Linked DNA regions of Rattus norvegicus: region 1 is linked to region 2. The links are chromatin contacts, called in public Hi-C maps. All regions are on one chromosome and are shown on one strand. Each heading gives the region's core, a stretch centred on a gene start, on an enhancer-like site or on the middle of the called end of the contact. The rest is flanking DNA. Distances are from core to core; before and after follow the strand shown. Region 1 holds the start of Ccdc174 (coiled-coil domain containing 174). Region 2 holds the start of Lsm3 (LSM3 homolog, U6 small nuclear RNA and mRNA degradation associated).

What was found. A called contact is a pair of places that touch in the nucleus more often than the background predicts.
Region 1: a Hi-C map of liver shows a contact between it and region 2, with 4 times the contacts expected there. The contact joins the promoter of Ccdc174 here to the promoter of Lsm3 in region 2. A contact is called at or near these places in 6 of 12 Hi-C or Micro-C datasets (the A7r5 cell line, Schwann cells, frontal cortex and 2 more).

Annotation. Positions count from the first base shown.
Region 1 is chr4:125,945,929-125,950,882 of GRCr8, reverse strand. Ccdc174 (coiled-coil domain containing 174) reads right to left here and starts at 1,458. Exons shown (of 11, transcript NM_001009659.2): 1 at 1,345-1,458. The coding sequence starts at 1,386.
Region 2 is chr4:125,574,881-125,580,231 of GRCr8, reverse strand. It overlaps Lsm3 (LSM3 homolog, U6 small nuclear RNA and mRNA degradation associated), which reads right to left and starts at 2,047. Exons shown (of 4, transcript NM_001106611.1): 1 at 1,927-2,047; 2 at 1,135-1,245. The coding sequence starts at 1,947. It overlaps Xpc (XPC complex subunit, DNA damage recognition and repair factor), which reads left to right and starts at 2,148. Exons shown (of 16, transcript NM_001107874.1): 1 at 2,148-2,300. The coding sequence starts at 2,207.

The DNA.
Region 1 (4,954 bases), core at 209-2,708, 370 kb before region 2:
ATGACTGAGTTCAGTGATTTCTATTTGAAATAAATCCACTTAAAGGTACTATTGGAGGGATTTTAACAGTGTAAAGTAGTTTTATTCCAGGACCCAATATTCAAAATTCTTTAAAAATAGAAGAAAAATTTGCCTTCTATTTTAACTCTTCGTAAATGCCTCAATTACCTAGCTATAAGTTTTTCTGTTCTACAACTACTTCTGAATTTAAGCTCACAAAATGACCAATTCCAAGACTTCATCTGTATTATAATTATTGAAATATTATCCTCTGGACAAGTTAAAATTTAGTTTTGTTTGGTTTAGTTTTTAAAGACAGAGTCTCACTGTGCAGCCCTGGCTATCCGGGAACTATGTAGCTCAGACTGGCCTCTGACTTACAGTGGCCTCTATCCACTTGTCTCTGACACTTACATGCTGAAGTTAAGAGCACGTGCAAATACATCCTGATTCATTCAGTTTGTAAGTACCGAATCCAAGCAAACATAATTACCAATTTTTTATATTAAAAAACAAATTCCAACAAAATATTTGATACATTAGATGTTTTCTTCTTGTATTCCCATTGGAAATTCAAGATTTAAGTCAAAGGTTAGGCGATTTGTTCGGAGAACAAATACAAAAGGCACCGTTTTGCAGTCAATCAAACTGAACTTGGTTTCTCACACAACAAATCTGTAAGTACATTGAGGAAAACGGCATTCATCTTTGAGTGTCAACTTCATTATCCATTAAGAGTGACAATTAATACAATTAATACCACCTACGTTCAAAAGCACTTCTGAGGACTCTATGGCAGCATGCATATGAAGCACGGACACAAAATGTGAACATTGTTTACAAGTTTTCTGGTGAGAGTGGTTAAGTTAGCAAAACTTCTTACATCCTGTCAGTGCTCACGCGCCCGGGTAGCCCAGCCCACAAGGCACTAACTAACTTGTCTGGGTCCTGCTAGGGGAACCCTAGGTACTGGACAAATCATATCCCAATGCTCGAGGACTTTGGGCTGGAGGAGAACGCAAGAAAGGCACGTCCTCCAAGTGCCCGCAAACAGCGAGCCAGCTCTGGCGGCTGACCCGCAGGATGCGCCCTGAGATCCCTGAGAGGATGGCTTCTGGGGGCTGACCGCAGGGCGAGCTCAGCCTAGGTGCCTGGCGGAGCCGGGTTCAGGATCCTGTGAGTAAGGATGCGGTCGAGGGTCCCCGCAGAGAGAAGGCGGGTTGGTATCCCTGTCATATGGAGGTTCCAGGCCCCTAACTTGCGTGGGGCAACAGTTAGGTCACCATTCTCGACAGAGAGGCGGAGGAAACACGGAGCAAGTAGCTAAGCCACACTTGAACTCACCGAGGAGGCTGTAACGTCCAAAGGCTTTTTCTTTCGATCCATCGTCCCGCCAAGGTGTCGGGTCCCGGGACCCGGTCTCCCTGTGGCCTCAGTCAGACCCTACGAGTCCGCCCCCGAGCAGAACCGGAAGTAGCTTTGATAGCGACGCTGAGTTTCCGTAATTTTGCGACATAGATTTACGACCTCGGCGCCATCTTGAAAGCGTCAGTGTATGCTACCTAGTCGGTACGTCGCCATTTTGAGAAGGTCAGAGGGTGGCTTAGGGTTTAAATCGATTGCAATTAACCATCTTGAAGAGAGCAAAAAGTGAGGTGAAAATGGTTAGTATTGTCGCCGTCTTGAGACGGAAGGAATATAGCTTTCATCGCAATACACACTATATTGAATGGAGAGTCTTAAATGATGGGAAAGAATAGCACCATCTTGAGTAAACTCAAGCGTCTCCAACGTGAAAACAAAAGGAATTTAATAAAACTGGTGGTGGTAGTTGTTAACATTCTGTCTAAGCTCCACCCCCACAGTTACCTAGCAACAGCCAGGTATGCTCCACCCCACAGTTACCTGGCAATAGCCAGGTATGCTTGACTCTATAAAAGGGGCTGTTTGCCCCCTTCTCCTCACTCTCTTGCTGTCTTGCTCTTACCCTCTTCCTCCTCTGTCCCTTCTCACCCCATTCCCCTGCCTCTCTCTCTCTCTCTCTCTCTCTCTCTCTCTCTCTCTCTCTCTCTCTCTCTCCCCTACTACCTACCCTCTTAACTCCCCTCCCCATGTCCTGAATAAACTCTATTCTATACTATACTGTTGTGTGACACCATACGATGTGTTTATATAAAGATAAAGAGAGGGGGGATATGTTCTATGGAGATGTGGTGAGATATGAGGAAAGGGGGTGTCAGCAGGCCCGTGCTGAGACATCCCTTCCCCCTGAGGGACCAGAAGTGTAGAATAGAGTTCCTGACTGCATGGAACCCACACGCAACCACACAACATGTGTACCATCACAACCAACCCCCAGAATACTCTATTTTTGAAATTACTGTTTGAATTGCTAATTTATTAAAAGTATTTTGACCTGGGGTTAGACAAAATTTCCAACAATTTCTGAAATGGCCCTAAACATGCATTTGCTGTATCTTTGCAAAGCAGTGTGTTCTCAGCACTGATGATGATAAAGTCATAACAATCAACTCTGAAAACACTGACAATGCTCTGTGACCTACAGTATCAAATGTTTAACTAACATTTAATTCCTTATGTTGAAAACAAGCGCATTCATGTCATTAGGATGCAAATTGTTTTTCATCTTTAATAAATGGTGAAAATATACATTTGCCAAAGAATTGTTTTAAAATAATTTTTAAATTATCTTTATATATATGTATATATATATATATATATCTTTATATATGTATATCTGAGGTCATGAAAATAATATTGGGTAAAAAGAAGTTGTGAGTGGAAAAATTTTAGGAAATCCTTCCCTAGAAGACTGTATGGCATTATTATAGTCTTACTTTGTCTGTAGAATGCCTATGGGGAGTCTGTGGTTATCTCCTGGTTGGCTATGTAAGCTTATACCATAGAAAGTCTCACAGAGTGTTACCCCTCTAGTGAGAAACCTCCCCAAACAAAGACATTACTAGGAAAGGATAGAATATAGCTCAGTATTGTTGCACATACTTAGCATGTATATGAACCTGGGTTCCATCCCTGGAACTGGGGAGAAATAGAAAAAAAAATCCATCAATTCTCCTTTGTTACCCCAGCTGTTACACAGAATGTGATGTTGGCCAGAATACTCTCCTGGCAAACCCACAAGTTCCCATACATCCTGTTTCTAAAAGATCTCTTTTTCCTTTGATGCCTTCCCAGCAGCTGGGTCTGTCTGGAATTGCTTTCCTCTATCCAGTCCCCAACAGTGCAGCTGTAACCCAGTGCCATTTTCCAGGTCTTGAAAACCATGCCTTGAACTGTAGTGGGCTGGTCTGATGATGCTTGTATTCTAATGCTTAATATTGGGCCCTCAAGACTGGCTGCCCCAGAGGTGAGAGAGTCAACACACAGAAGCTAGGTGAACCTGTCCCTAAGTTGTTTCTGATTGGTAAATAAAAATACCAATGGCTGTAGTTCCAGGGAAATGTTAGTGGTCCCCAAAAACACAGACAGGAACCAATCTGATGTAACTCACAGCAGGGTCTTTATTCTATTTGAGTTAGCTTGGGCCCCCACAACACATCACCATCACTCAGGACGGTTTTGATGGGGGAGGAATTGTCTTTGGGGCAAGGCTTTATAGTAAGCAGCAACAGGGGGTACGTGTGCAAGCATCTAATTGGAAAGCTACTGTGGCCTTTCACATAATTGGCTGGTTCTGGGAGTCACATATAAACTTAATTTCTGCTCCCCTTTGCATTGTGGGCATTAGGCAGGGGGTAGGCTTTTAACCTGGGAGTATAGATTTGTTGGGGGAATAACCTGGAGACACTGGTCTTGTCAAGGGTGTAACCTGGAAACGCTGGTCTTGTTGGAGATTAACCTACAGACTGGAGCTAGGCTCAGGTTTTGTTGGGGGACAACTTGGAAACTAATGTTAGGTACCAGCCGGTTAGTTTACCTGAATTCAAACTTAGGTAGGCTCTCTAAAATGGAGCTTGAACTTAAAAGATTTGGCATCCCACAGCCAATAGCTGGGCAGAAGAGGCATAGATGGGGTTTTTAGGTTTTGCAGGCTTAGGGTTAGGAGAGAGGATGAGAAGAAGAAGGTGGAGGAGGGGGAAGGAGAAGCTGCCACGGGTTAGGAGTCAAGAAAGCATGGCCCTGAGGGCTCGCCAATTAGAGTTAAAAGCAGCCCAGGTGAATCATAGTAAGTAATTACTCAGGGTTATTGATAGTGAAGAAGATTCTATTATAGAGGGTAGGTAGTATCTGCCCAGCTCTTGTGTTGTTTAAGGATTATTGTAAATGTAAAGTTTTTAATGCAGAAAACAAATGATCTAAGGCAGGGTGGGATAGAAACCCCAAGTCAGGATTAAATAAATTTCTACAACATGAAGCAGAGTCTCTCTCACAGGGCCTTCCTGGCTGAGCAGGCAAGAGGTTTGACATGGTGAGATGAAGATGGCCCTATATTTATTGACTGTTCTTGTTGTGACCAAATATCTGACAAGAGCAATTTAGGGGAAGAAGGCTTATCTTGGCTCATAGTTTGAAGGGATACAGTCTATCACAGAGGGGAAGGTATGGTGGGAGGTTGCTCCATCCCACAACTCCAGCTCCATCCAAAATCGGGCCTCTCCACTGCCTTGAATATTGACCAGCTGGAAGGGATGAAGCTCTTCTAGAGGATCTGTGCCCCTCTTTGGCTGTCAGATGATTGAAACAATGGATCCTCAGAAAGTGTAATTTCCCCAATGAAGCTCATGCTGCTGAAGAAAAGAGCTTGAATGGGGCTGGAGAGATAGCTCAGGAGTTAAAGCACTGAATGTGCTTCCAGAGGACCTGGGTTTGATTCCCAGAACCCATATAGCAGCTTCCTGCTATCTGTAACTCCAATTCCAGAGAATCTGATATGCTCTTCTGACCTCTGCATGCAACGGTCTTGCATGTGGTT
Region 2 (5,351 bases), core at 798-3,297:
ATTCCCGTTGTAAACCAACAGCTCTGAGGAAAGTAACAAGAAGAGACAAAACCCTAAGTGCACAATAATGCTACTTCAAGGGACCAATTCCACAGGCATCATAAATGTGCACAAGCAATATATGTAAAAGTGCACAATGCAGTTTTAAGGCTGGAAAAACAAAAAAGTGACCGAAGCCTTATAGAGAATCCTGGGCAACTGTGTCAGCTGCATAATCATTCCACACAGAAACCGTGTGGAAAAGGTGTGTACATACCAGACAAGGTTTCACTATGTAGTCCAGACTGGCCTCAAATATATGACCTTCCTACCTCAGTCATCTAAGTACTGGAATTATGGGCACATGCCACCGTACCTCACTAGGATCCTCCTTCAAACACAGACAGCATATACACATGCAGAAAAGATGTGGACGACTATGTAGCCAACTTTGAATAGTGCAGAGAAAATGGAATTTCACCTTTAGATTTCTATGGTGTTTAATTTTTTTTTGGTAGTGCTAGGGGCTTTGCCACATACTAGGTGAACGATCTCTGGCCTGCTATTTAGTTTTTTTCATGTCAAAGGAGAGTTTTATATGTCGAAAACCAAAACACCCTGTCCAATAACTTTTAAAAACATAGGACAATGGCAAGAGTGGTAGTGCATGTCTAAAATCCCAGTTCTAAGGAGAGAGAGGCAGGAGGATCTTGAGTTTGAAGCTAGCTGGGTTACATAGTATGACCTTGTCTAAAACAAAAAGAAGTTTATTCATTTTAAATAAACAGAGGACAAAGCTGAAGAAAACAAAAGTGTTCTACAGGGTTGTAGAGATGCTCAAATTAAGAGCACTGGTTATCCCTGCAGAGGACCTGAGTTTGGCTCCTAGCAACCACACCAGGCAGCTCACAACTGTCTGTAACTCCAGCTCTGGGCAATCAGATGCCTTGTTCTGGTCTCACAGGAGTCCCATCCCTCTCTAAAAAACATTCTGGTTAAGGAAAAAATATTTTAAAAGCCAATAAAGGAATTTCCAACTCCCAAAAGTCATTGTATAATTAAAAAAAATAAGTTTATGTTGCAGTTCTTATCTGTAAGGAGGTAGGAAGGGATGACAGGGGAGCATCTGGTTTTGAGATAACTTAACAGACTTACATGTAATCTGCCTCGAAGCTCTCGGTCATTTCTCATTTTCACATAAATTCGCTCATCCAAGCTGAGTCTTATAAGATCCAGGGGCTCCTCTACGGTATTGGTGGTCTGTTGCTGATGAGAGAAGAAGGCTTAGTAATGGAACACTGAGGTAGTGTGGTGTTTCAATCACTGTTAAGCAGTGAAAGCAACATGTGGGTGTTGGTACACAGCCAGGGTTGTCTACAAGAGCCAAAAGTGCTCTTAACCACTAAGCCCCAATAAATCCCTATTAAGGAACTTATATTCTAGTTGTGGAACGAACATTTTAAATAAAGAACACATTTAAAACAACATGCTCTGAAGAGAAACACTGTGTGCCAGGTCTTTGCTTGTTTTCTATATACTACATCTCTAGCAGTTTCTCTATCTCACATAACTGCACCTTTTATCTGACCTCCCCTCGTAACACACTCCAAGTGAGCCACTGCCTGCGTGCCAGGTGCTTACACGTATTACTATGCTGGTGTCCTACCGCTACAGTACTCTTTCTGTCGGAATCCCGACCGTATCTCCCATAGATGGGATATCCACAGCCGTCTGCATTCTACAGAGAAAGGGCGACGACGAGCGAGATGGGCAGATGGGCGGGTTGAGAAACTCTGGGCCTACGGAAGTTTTAGGAGCAGGCCTGGCTGCGGAAGGCCGTGGGAACTCGGGAAAAAGAAAAGGGCCATTCCACGGGAAGCGTGGAAAAAGCAAGCCCGGCTAAGAAACGAAAGCACTTCCTCTTCGGACGCCCCAGGACAAACTTACCTGATCTACGTCGTCCGCCATGTTTCAAACGCTGCGCCCTTTCCACCTCTCGCGAGAGCAGACACTAGGAAACGTTGGGCCGCCACGCACTGGAAGGCGAACTACACTATTTTTGTCCCTTCGCGCCCTTGTAGTTTGCATGGGGGCGGGATTTTTTGGAGGGCGTGGTCCTATCCGGAGCTGGGGGTGCGGCCAGGCATGGCACGCCTCGGGGCGGAGCCGGCACGCGGAGACTTTCGGCAGTCCTGCGTGGTTGTCCGGAGGAACGCCTCTGGCTAGCATGGCCCGAAAGCGTACCGCAGGCGGAAAGCGGAGGAAGCGCGGCCAGGAAGCCGAGGACAACAAAGCAACCCGGCCTGAGGAGAGCGATGCGGGTGAGAGGCCAAGTCTGCAGCATGTCAGGCGATGGTGGCGGAGGCTGGGGCGGGCGGCGGAGCGGATCTGTGTCTACCGCAAGGTCTTTACGGCCCGATGCGTCCCCCCTCCAGCCCCCGAGGGCCTCTGCTATCTGTCTTAACCCCTCGGTTAACCTTTAGTACCAAGTTCAGCCCCATAGCAAGTGTTGAAGGCCGAGCTGGAGAAAGCTTCGCAATTGCCTGGTATCTCAGGAGATGCCAAAAACCAGGACCGAGGGAGACCTGTAGTGAGAGATCTCTCTCATCAAGTTCCTGACTGCCATCCAGTGTAACTCCAGCTCCGGGTTTTTAGGATGCGCTTTCTGTTACTCTTGTTTTTTGCTTTGTTTTTCCAGACAGGGTTTCTCTGTGTAGACCTAGCTGTCCTGGAACTTGCTTTGTAGACCAGGTTGGCCTCAAACTCAGAGATCCGCCTGTCTCTGCCTCCCTAGTGCTGGGATTAACCGGCATGCACCATTACGCCCTGGCTGGAATGAGTTTTTAATCTAGATCTTGAACAAGATCCATCTTTCCCCTTAAACATATCCATCCCCCCAGTTGTTCTATTTCAATAAATCATCCCTTTTAAAACACACGTTAGAACACATCTCTTCTTAACTGCCAGTTCGGCATCAAGTCCAGTTCAGCTTTGGAACCACCGAAATCTGTACTTAATTCTCTTAATTTTATAGCTAGAGATCTTGTCCATATCGTTAAGGAAATGAACTTCAGGTTGCTTCTTTTCTGGCTTCCTCTCATCTGTCTGCCCCATCATCTAGCAGCCAAATGGATGTAGAACCACAACAAAACCTTATGCCTCTGTCTTCTTACTTAAAACCTCCTTAGGTTTATGCTCTCCAAGTATAGCATCTACCTCTCTTAGCTTGTTTCCCACAAGATTTGGAGGTTGTCACAATTCTACTCTGTCTCCTCTCCAGATACTCTTATTTTGATTTTTTTCCTGTTTAAATATCAGGCTGGCCTAGAAGTCGATCTTCCAGTCTAATTTACCTCCTGATCACGGGGATTGCAGATGTCACCATGCCTGGTTCTCTCTGACCATCTTTCTCCTCTTTAGACTTACTGTTTATTTATCTGGAGGCTCAGCCTTTGGTGTTTCTTTGGCTTAGAATGTTCTTTGTGGCTCTTGCTGGTGCTAATTTCCTCTCTGCTTCAGGTCTTAGACACTCCATGATCATCTTAAGGTAGTCATTCCTGGGAACCCACTACCACGGAATCCCAGTTACTGCCATGTCAACCTCTCATTCTCAAGTGATCTTCTTATCTGATTGCTTGAGGAAAATGTAACTTTCATTAAAACAAGTCTCATGTTCTTCAATATCCTATTTTGTATTTCCTCTTGTTTCCATCCCTGAAAAAACATTGCATTTTATTTATTTATTTATTTTATGGGTATGGGAGTGCCTTCATGCATGTCAGTGCACCATGTATGAGTTATGCCTGCAGAGGCTAGATGACGGTGTTGGATCCCCCAGAATTAGATTTGCGAGCTGCAGTGTGGGTGCTGGGAATTGAACCTGGGTTCTCTTGAAGAGGTAGCAAGTGCTCTTAACTGCTAAGCCATCTCTTTTGCCCTGCAAAAAAAAAAATTTTTTTTAATGTGTAAAATGCATGCTGCTAGAGAAGAGATAGCTGGACCTTTTAAAATAACCAGATAGAAAACTTGTTTAGTTCAGTGACCCTCCCCCCTCCCACCCTGTGGCTCCTACTACACTGGAATCCGATTACACATAGATCATGAATTCATCGTCCACTAGGAGATGCTAGTGTTTGCTAAACTTGAGAGGAGTTGGCTTACTCCACACTTAAGACGCTTCAGCTTACTCATTTACTCATTTGTTTCTGGAGTATGTGCCATGAGGCCATGAGGTGTCCACCAGTTAGGTACGTTCTACACAGCCGCTCTGAAGTGCACCCCTGTGCATGCAAATGAAGGTGAGGCTTGGCACCTTTTGGGAGTTGGCAGCAGAGAGCATCATCACTCACCTTGTTGCTGAGTGGGCCCCTCCTCTTCGTATGTCCCCCCCCCACCCCCCGTGATGTCTTTACTGGGAAATTGATTAGTTTCTCTATCATTTATTCAGTGCTCCCCAGCCACTGTCTAAGTCCTGGGAATATAAATGAAGCAGGCAAACTTCCTGTTAGGATGCTGATTTTTTTATGGGGAGGCAAGTGAGGTGCACATGACAAGATTTTAAAAGGAGAGAAAGAGAGAGAAGCAAATTGACATGGTGATGAGTAAATCTCCAATCAAACTGCCACTGTTGTGGGGAAGAGATTATCGGTGCCCTGGTACTGTAACCAGTTACTATGTGCAATTTTGAGCTCTTCATAAACCACTCGGTGGCATGGGGGCCAGGCAGGCAAGTATTCCTATGCAAAGAAAACAGGATGCTTAAAGGCTCGTGGCTAGACTCAGAATGAAGAGGTGAGAGGTGGGAATTGAGATGACTGAAGGGCAGGGACCTCGGCCTGGAGATCATGCTAAGGAATTTGAATTCATCTAAGTGTCTTGGGAGAAGGTGATTGCACTTGCCCTTAAGTCTCGGTAGCTGGATCAGCAAGCCACAGTGGTAATTCTTCAACTGTTGAAGTGACATTGAGCTCAAGCACTGGTTAGGAATGTTAGACAGTGCTCAAGTTTGGAAACTAATCTGGAGATTGTTTGAGAGGCTTCCTTACCCCTTTGTGTCTTGCGAAAAATAAACAGCAAAGAATACTGAAAAGCCACCTGTTTCTGTCATCTAGAGATTACCGCTGCAGGGTGATGGTCGATTTCCGTGCCATCTGTCTTTCAAACTTAGCAAAAACAACACTTCATGTTGAACATCGTATTATATCATTTTCCTTTATTTTGTGTATTTCTTTTTTTTTTTAAATTTATTTATTTCATGCATGTAGGCACACTGTTAATGTCTTCAGACACACCAGAAGAGGGCATCGGATCCCATTACAGATGGTTGTGAGCCACCATGTGGTTGCTGGGATTTGAACTCAGAACCTCTGGAA